Regions from separate parts of the Neogale vison genome. Here region 2 is linked to region 1. A link is a contact called in public Hi-C data. All regions are on one chromosome and are shown on one strand. The core of a region is the stretch at or near the end of the contact, and the rest is flanking DNA. Distances in the headings are between cores, read along the strand shown. Region 1 holds the start of ARHGAP29 (rho GTPase-activating protein 29). Region 2 has its middle 64 kb from the start of ABCD3.

Region 1 (4,503 bases), core at 1,330-3,829:
TAAAATAACCCTTTTAATTTTAAGGTGAACTACCATTTTTTCAAATGTTTCCAAATGTCATTATCCTCCTTACAAAGGAACAAGCATGGAGAAGATGAAAGGTAATTAATGTATTTTTAAAAAATGTAAAAGGATTGAGATTGAGAGACTTCTCAAAAATTTCCCTCAGATAACCTTACTTATAGTTTAACTAACATTCATCGAAGACCCACCCTCTGTCAGGTTCTATGCATGATAGTTATGTTTTGAGATGGTGTAGAGGTAGATCTGGTGGGAAGGGCTTGAGATTAACCCAGAATAGATCTGAGGAGCGGACTTTCCTCTTGCGAGTGCCCTCAGGATTGCCCTGCCCCTACCCTTATTGGCCTTGAGAATTCTTTCCTCTTTCCCCATTGATGTCCTTTAGTTTAGTCACCAGTGGTTTCCATGGTGAGTATCCATGGAGTATCATTCTCCTCCAGTGGAGTTTGAAGATGGTTGGTATCTTCATCATTTCTAGTGCTTTTGAACTTGGTATGGTTATGTTTAAGATTTAATGGATATGTTTTTTAAAAATTAAGTCTGCAAAAATAATTTTAGAGTTCAGTAATCAGGGAGCCTGGGGTTCTTATATTTATCTTTTTTCATGTAACAACATACGGGCCTGAATGACTTCACTTCCTTAGAACTGGGAGAGGTGTCCCTCTTCCCTTTCTCTGTCAATGGGTAGTCTCAATCTCTTTCTCCCTATCACTTTTTATCTCTCTTCTCTTTACTGTCTCATCTTATTTTTGCCTGCACTTGTCTCTGCATCTTTTTCTCTCTGCCTTTCTCTCTTCTCCACAATTGCTTCTCACCTTCTCACGTCTTGGTCTCTCTTTCTCCATTTTTTCTTTCCCTTCCTCCTGTGTGCTCCTTACTGTTTCTATCATCCTATTACCTTATCCCCACATACCCTTTCTTCCCAACAGGACCTTATTCAAGACATTGTCTGTGACATTGCAAGCTCCACCTCAACAAGGAACACAATCGTCCTTATTAAGGGAATGGTAGATAAGATAGCACAAAGTAATTTATATCATTTAAAATAGATGTAAGGGGATGTTTGAGGTTGCATGAGTACCTCACATTTCTTCTCCAAAGTCTTATGATTTAATCAGGGTTGCACTGCTTCATTCAGTCCCCTTTTGGCCTGGGGACTCCTGACCTCTCCTCTTACTATTTTGTTCCTGTGTAAGGCATCAACTTCTGCGATGGTGCATTTTTCTTTTTAGGTATGCTTAGAAGGATAGTTTGGTTTTGACATTTCCGGAGTATCTGTGACATGTCCTTGGTACTGTTGTTTTTGGGGTTTGAAGGGGTAAATGTGTATAGGTTGAGTTTGAAAAATCCAGTTTGCAGCTCAAGTAGCCAAGTAGCTGAGCATTTTCATATTTATCTTTCCCAAGTAGCATCTGAGGGACCACATTTGTTTTATTTCACTAACATTGTTTTTCATGTAAGGATTCAAAGATGTTCCTCTTCTCTTTGTCAATTAGTTTCTCCTTTTCTCACTACTTGTTGGCTTTATCAGGCTCATTATTTTTTTCTGTAAGTAGGTAGTCTCTCCCTTCTCTCTTTTTATTTCTCATTCCTGTTTTCTCTGTCATCACCTTTTTCTGCCTTCCTTGATTTTGCCTCCTGCTATGTCTGCACCCCTATTCTCTTTCTCCTTTTCCTCTTCACACTCTCCTGTGTCTTTTTCTGCTTTCTCTCATGGTGATAATTTTTCTGTCTTCACCATTACCCACAGTCTCCTGCCCCATGTGCCCTCTGTTTCTCCATCAGGTTTTTCTCAGTGTTCCAACACAGACACAAAGGACGTTGCTTGTTCCAGTGTGTAGTATGATATGGAGGCTTACGTGCTTTGGGCCCCTGATGCTTTCCTTAATTGTTCCATCCTTCTCAGACATTTTTCTCATTCTGAGTGAGTTTTGAGAGAGAAGCTTAAGAAAGTAATATAGGTCTAAGTGGGAAATACTACCCGCTACAGAGGGAAGTTGAGCCAGGCCTGTGTTACACTTTGCCGGTATGAGGTCTTGTTTTTGTTTTTGTTTTTGTTTTCTTAAAGGCCTTGATGAGGGAGGAACAGGTGATCAAAAGAAGTACCTCATAAGAAATGTAGATTGCTCATTTGAGAAACCTCTGTTAGCCAGATGAAGTCATCAGGCGATTCGTGCCTGAGGTTGGCTCCGCCTGTCGTGCCTCGAGCCCCACACTGTGGCTAACACGTCCTGCAATGTTGGGGACAGCCTGCCCGCTGGAGTGCCTCTGACAACCCGCGCTCCGCGTGTTGGAGCCGGCAGCCGCCCCCACCTGCGGCCTGAGGCCGGAGCCCCGCCCCGCTCGGGCGCGCGGGCCAATGGGCTGGGCCCCAGGGGGCGGGCCGCGGCCGGGCGGGAGGCGCGAGGCCGGGGGGCGGAGCGAACGGGGCGGCGCGGTGGTGGCCGGAGCTGCTGGGGCGGCGGCGGTGGTGGCGGTGGCGGCTTGACCCGGCGTCCGCGGGTCGTGGGGGATGGGGGCGGCGAGCTCCAGCCCTCGGCAGAGGCGGCCGCGGCCGTGAGTGTTGGGCGGGCGTCCGCGTCCGGGACGCAGGATGGAGCGCCGCGGTGAGTGTGGGGCTGCGGCGGCTGGGGCTCGGGGCTGGGGTGGTCCGCGGTTCGGCGGGCGGGTTGCGGTCTAGGGTGTGGGTGGCCCATGCGGCGACCCCGAGCCGGGGCGGCGGCGGGCTGCGCTGGGGGTCGGGCTCCTGTCCTCCGTGCTCCTGGTGGTCCGGGAGCGGTCTGAGGGGGCGAACTGCGCGCCTGGCGGCCGCGAGCGCCTTCCCCAAACAAATGACGATTAAAATTAAAGCAAACAAGTAACAAGTCCCACCGTCCACGTACTGTTCTAAAACTGCTCCACATTTTAACTTCTTTAACCCTCGCAACGGGTCCGTGATTATTTAAGTTATTTTTTACACGGGGAAGATGAGGTTAACCTGCTGGAGCACACAGGCAGGTAATTGTCAGAGTTCGGGTTTAAACTGAGGCTCCTGTGTGCTCTTGACCGCTAGCGAGTCCAGTCTTAGCTCTGACCCGCCCCACTCCCACCTGTCCTGACTGCAGTCTTCACTTCAGCTGGGTTCCATTCCGGAGACGTTTTAGAATTTCCGTGGTGCGTTGTTCTCCTCGCCTCTCTCTTTTGGGCTGAGGAGGAGCTCTTTCGTTCCGAGGCCTCAGTGTCACTGGTTTTCCCAATTGCGTGGTGGATGTGTTTGGGGCTTGACTGTTAGATTTCATTTTAATGGGTGAGCTCAAGAACCCTAGTGACTGAGCCTCTTGTCTCCATGTTAATCTTATTCTACTCTCTTTGGCAAGAAGGAATTGGCCTCGCACCCTTTGTTGGGGGGCGGGCAGGACTGTTAGCTGCTAAAGGCAGGAGCTGGGCGCCCGTTCCCCTTTTTCCACCTGTCTTGGTGACCGTATCACTCCTCTGGCACTATCCATGTACGCTGCCCTTTTTGGTTGCTCCGTTTCCCTACTCGGTATTTAAATACGGGGATGGGGAGCGTGCTCTTTGGCATGGGGTAGTTTTGGCTGGTCAAGAGAGAGCCCTGCCTGCCAGGAATGCTAGACATTCTGGAGGCGTGGGAGGTTGGGCAGCTTCCTCTTTTTTAAACGTGCTAGGTTCTAAGTGCACAGGAATGAAGTGTATGTGCACTGCGTGCCTTTCTTTAGAAATTACAATTATTTGCATATTATTGATAAAACTTTTTGACTTGCCCGTGTGCTGTTTTTGTAGGGAGAGCTTTACAAAACTATAATCAAAGACCTCCAGGATTAATTTTTCTGATTTTTTAAAAGAGTCTTTAAGTAGATTCTTACCAAATCAGAAATTGTGCTGAAATAGATTTCTGAAATATCTGGCAATTTTTCTTGAGGTAGGAATAGTTAGATGGGAACTATTAAGTAGATATCTGGGGCAGTTTTAAAAACTTTAATTAGCCTAGTGCCTAAAATGAAAGTACTTATATAATGATGTGTTTGGGGGAGGATATGCATGTAGCATGGGACGTTTGATTAACACAGGCTACTCAAGTCTTGGGAGAGTCACGTTACAGAGTATTGGGAAGTTAGTGTTCACATTTCTAATGCACATATTACTTAGAATTAAAAACATATAGAGAAAGTAGTTTTGTGTAGTAATATTCTTTTACCTACAAAGTTCTTTGCTAAGTGGATAAAACACATTTTTAATGTTGATGGTTTGGAGTTGGAAGAGATGCATGAGATTTTGGAGAGTTTCACAAATATTTTGCTCAATGATCTGTTTGCATGGTTCAAACTTCACTTGGAAGCCATTTAGTAGGTTTCCATGAAGCCAGCTAAGTTTCTGGAATTGTTTCCAGTGTTGTATTTCTTGCTCACAATCTACAGATATATTGTGGTATAGCCACATCTTGTTCATTACCTAAGTGTATTTAACAAAAAACAATCTCTCACA
Region 2 (4,765 bases), core at 1,223-3,722, 90 kb before region 1:
CACTTTTGGTCACTCTCATGTGATCCTTCCTCATCTAGTAGTTTTTCTGAGCAGTTAATTCATTTCCTGGACACAGAGGATTCTAAAGAATCCTTACTTTGCCTCATTATCCACTTTGCCCCTTCAATCAACCCTTTGTAATAGTAGCTGGCTCTTCTAATCCATTTAGCATCCTCATCTACTTTATAATCAACTCTCCCTTCTCTTCAATGACTAGCTGTTAGCTCATCCTTCTCTTTGCCTTTCGCCCATGATATTAACCTCTCGGCTGATTAAAATGGTGCTTCCTTGTAGCGTTCTGCCAATTGATTTTTAGGAGTGAGTCAAACATAATTTTGTTTTGGGCTCACAGTACATCTTTTTCAGTTGTGCCAATCATCATGTATGCTAAACACATTGACTTAAAAGAGAAGCACATTCTTATTGTCATAAAGCATCGGTACTTTTCCCCATGACCTCTCACTAATTATAAATAATTTCTTCTCCTTAGGTAATTTGGATAGTCATAGAAATTACTTTTAAACCCTTCTATGTGTTTTTACTAAAAAGAAAAAAAAAAGAATCTCATTTTCACAAAATATTTTCACAAATGTTTTCTTCTTGGTCTTAAACCATCCATTCTTGCTAATACTACCATGCTCTAAGTGTTTCTTGGGTTTCTGATGGAAAGATTTTCCTTATTGATGCAAGCTTAGACTTCTGCCCTTTTTTAGGGGTGAAGGACAGGTTTTTCTAAACTAATCATGAAGTCATTCTCATCTGGAATTCATAACATTCACATAACAGTCTCGAAGAGCTTCATGAATAAAGATAGCTGCCTGAGAGTGTGACATTTGAGGTTTAAAGGGGTTAAATTACAACCAAACAATAAGGCCCTGACAGAGGCAAAGAGAGCCAGCCTTCCTAAATCATTTCTCCTGACTCCTCTCAAGCTCCTAGCCTGCCGCATCCCACCTCCCATCCCTTCTCCTTTGTTGCTGGCTCGTTTCCTCTTATTGTAATTCATTCGGTATTCCTTCCTGCTCCTCTGTCTCGGCTAATTGTTCTTTTCCCACACTACAGGGTTTTAATTTCCTCTAGTTAGAGCCTTATCACCCCTGTCTACACTTCCTCTCCCTTTCTGACCTATCTCCAGGTCCCCACTGACCTGCAGGGACCCTAGCACAGCTACTTAATTGCCACCATACCTTAGTTTGCCTGTCACTGAAATGGGAATGGTAACTCTCCCCTTCTTTCCAAAGCAGCAGCATCAAAATCTAGTCTTTCTAGGACAGTTCTACCCGTCACTAACTATGGACATGCTGAGTTCTGCCATTATTTTCATGACTATTCCGATTGTTTTCACTAGCAAAGCTCGAAGCCGTGAGGATATATCATCCTTTGGGCTCTGTTTGGCCTCATTTTTAACTTTGCGAGGGAGTGTAGCCATACAAATTCTAATTTTCTGTGTGGCACGTTCGCTGACAAGAGCAAATTTCTCTGTGCTCTAAAAAATTGGGCGACATCTTGAGCAAACATACGCTTTTTTTTTTTTTTTTTCTGAAAAAGGAAATGGTGGTGTCCTAAGAATTCCTTCATAATGCACAGACTCCCTAAAACAAGTTTCTTTACAGAGGGCTAAGAAGGAAATCTTCATTTTTAAAAACTATTATTATCATTATTACATTAGAGAAGGGGGGTATCCAATGTTTAATGTAGACGCATTAATCCCAGGGTGGGAAGAGGGAGGAGATAGCTAGCACTCAGACATGTGATTGTTGTTCGGTTTGGTTTTATTTTGCTCTCACACACAGACTTGATCCTTCTTTTCCCTTTTAGTGTCTGGGGGGGATGGGGAAGTGAACTGTCCTCTGACCGAGGAGGTGGAGTGAAGGCCTTTGTTTTAAGACCACGGTTCTGATTACACCTGACAGGGCTGAAACTCGATTCCCACAGAGCTTACTCACACCTTATCTTCTCTGCTCCTGATGATTAGAGCAGGAATGCCGCAGCAGACGTTGTCACTTGGATTCAGTCTGTATACTGCTGTGTACGGTAACAAAAATAAAAGTTCATTTTTTGGTCTCGAGATTAGCTCCAGGGGAGTTCTCCCTTCCATCTATTTTTATATTGGTCATCAAGGCTAAATCTTAATGTTCCTGGCTGAGATTCTCAGAGTTCGAGAATAATCACATTTAATAAAAAGTCTGCCTCAGAAAAAGACTCACATAACCTGAGCCGTGGCAATGATTTTGTGGTATTTGGATTCACGTCTGTAAAAATATTTGGACACCAGATGGTGGATTGTTAGGGGCATTCATCCCAAACCAAAAGTTTAAAAAAATTCACACACACAACACACACACACACACACACACACACAAAATACAGCGGGAGGGAAAAATCATCATTAGTTTTTTTTCCAGTCATGTTGCATGAGTAATGGTAAAAGCAACAGCTAAAACAATAAGATTACTGTGTTGAATTCTTAATGTGTTGTCAGGAATGAAGACTTCAAGTAGTGCTGAAAATATGCTCTCCCTCTGAATAACGCATACTTCGAGTACAACTCATTTTGACAGCTTACCAAGTGGACATATTTTCTGAAAAACAAAATCATCCTGCTGATAGAGGAAGCTATATGAGGGGGTGGGGGGGTGGAGGAGGTTATCTCTTATACAGGACTGGATTGAGAAGCAGCCAAATCAAACATGAAGCCCACAGCCTAGGGCCCTAGTCATGAATCCAAAATGACTTTTTCTCTGCAGGTTGATTTTGTTTTTAAAGATCAGTTCTCAACTATCTGCACTAATGGGTGGGGAGGCATGGGATAAATACACCAAAACAGGATAACAGAAAACTGAGTTTATATTTAACTGTGGAATGTATGTTTGTGGGAGGGTTGTTATTTATGTCACATGGTAGTCATGCTCCATGGGGCTTTGGCTGTCCGTGTGCTGTGTTAGAGCAAATGAAGTCTGTTTTCTGAAGAAAAACTGGCCCTGGCCCATGGGTACATCTTGGTCTGACTCTTTATAGAGGTAGTCTATGCAGATACTGGACCTGGTTAGGAACCCTCGTTATTTACACATGAATGCCAAATTCTTTGGTGTATACCAGCATCAAATCAGAAACACAAAGTTTTGACACGTTAGGTCCCTGCCACACAATCTATCCTTGACTTCTCTGCTGCTTGATTCTTATCAAAGCTTTGTTGCAGAAAATAACATCTATGGAAGGAAGCAATCTGTCATTTCTTTCAGATATATTAGACTTTATCCCTGGATCAAGTCAGATAATTGAAGAACTTCGTATTTGAACTACAACAGTTCATTCCCTCAAGAGAAACTGTATTCTTGAGGACTTCACTTTACTATGATGCCCTAAGTTAAATCTCCTTAAGTGACATTGTAGGAAACTGTAAGGGCCTATTTAGCTAGAGCGATTCCATCCAGTTAAACAATGACTTTGAATGACTTTGTTGTTTATACAGTAAAACTTAAACTGTCCCTGTCCCCCCCCCCCTCCAGGGGACTGACTTAAAAAAAACAAGTCCTGGAAACCAGTCCAAGGTAACAAAGCCCAAATACAAGGGTGGGTCAGGCCAGGTGGAGACATCCAGATCAGTGGGGGGATGCATACTGTCTCCCTAGGTACCAAGGAGTATGGGCCCCGCCCTTTGGGCACCTTTTGGGTGCCAATTCTGACCAAGGTGATAGGCTAGTTCAAATATCTACTATAGTGTAAATTGTAATTCAATTGATTCAATTGGTCACTCATGTGTGACCTAGCATGATTGTGCAGCTTTCTCTGTGTGTTACAATCTCATTGGCCACCTGTGCGTGGCCAGGCCCAACCACATGGCGTTTGCCCTTAAAAGCTAGTCTGTAAGGCAGAGAAAGGTTGCCTCTTTGTAAGAGATGGCCCTGGCCAGTCAGTTTGATTCTTTTTTTTTAAAATATTTTATTTATTTATTTATTTGACAGAGAGAGATCACAAGTAGACAGAGAGGCAGGCAGAGAGAGATAGAGAGAGAGGGAAGCAGGCTCCCCGCTGAGCATAGAGCCCGACGCGGGACTCCATCCCAGGACCCTGAGATCATGACCTGAGCCGGAGGAAGCGGCTTAACCCACTGAGCCACCCAGGTGCCCCCGGGGTCAGTTTGATTCTTGATGCTTGGTGCAAAATAAAGATTTGCTTGACCTTCGCTTTTTATCAGTCTCGCTCCTTTAATCATGGACCCATTATTGGGGGACCTTTCAGAAACAACTATTGGAAAATCACTTGCTTTACGTATTATTCAAGATACCAGTGTCCCTTCAAAAGATGCACGGGAGACCCTTCCTTTGGGTGTCTAGTCTCCTGAGCCCCTGGTATTACAAAACATCATAAAATATTTATGACTGTTCTGGTTCCTTTGTTGCTCAGAGCCAAATCTGTGGACCCTTTACAGTAACTGCTTGAATCCCTATGATTGGAATTTCTCTGTAGTGGGATTATTTCTTGCTTCATTTTACTATCTTTTTCTTTTTCTTCTGATTTATCTCATTTGTTTCAATTTTATTGCATGATTTTTATAAGTCACTCAAGGTACATTTTGAAATGAATCAGGGATTTCATGGATACATTTATCATTCTTATGGCATTTCCTGAGCAAACATCAATAAGAAAATACCCCCAATTAGAGATACCATTCAAAGTATGAGGGATTATGGGGGAAAATTTAAAAATGTTTTCATTATCCAGATGATTGAGAATTTGAGATATGACAGCCATATATAGTTAA

What was found. Hi-C and Micro-C count contacts between places; a contact is called where the count stands out from the background.
Region 2: a contact with region 1 is called in a Hi-C map of fibroblasts, with 4 times the contacts expected there. The contact joins the enhancer-like site here to the promoter of ARHGAP29 in region 1. A contact is called at or near these places in 2 of 3 Hi-C or Micro-C datasets (fibroblasts and muscle).

What each region holds. Positions count from the first base shown.
Region 1 is chr2:80,540,240-80,544,742 of ASM_NN_V1, reverse strand. It overlaps ARHGAP29 (rho GTPase-activating protein 29), which reads left to right and starts at 2,579. Exons shown (of 23, transcript XM_044238717.1): 1 at 2,579-2,627.
Region 2 is chr2:80,630,153-80,634,917 of ASM_NN_V1, reverse strand. No RefSeq gene overlaps it. Among named protein-coding and RNA genes, the nearest start is that of ABCD3, 64 kb to the left of the region's middle. Within about 2 kb of position 2,472, the one cell type or tissue checked has open chromatin away from gene starts, as enhancers often do. A contact at or near this core is called in fibroblasts, where this site is marked.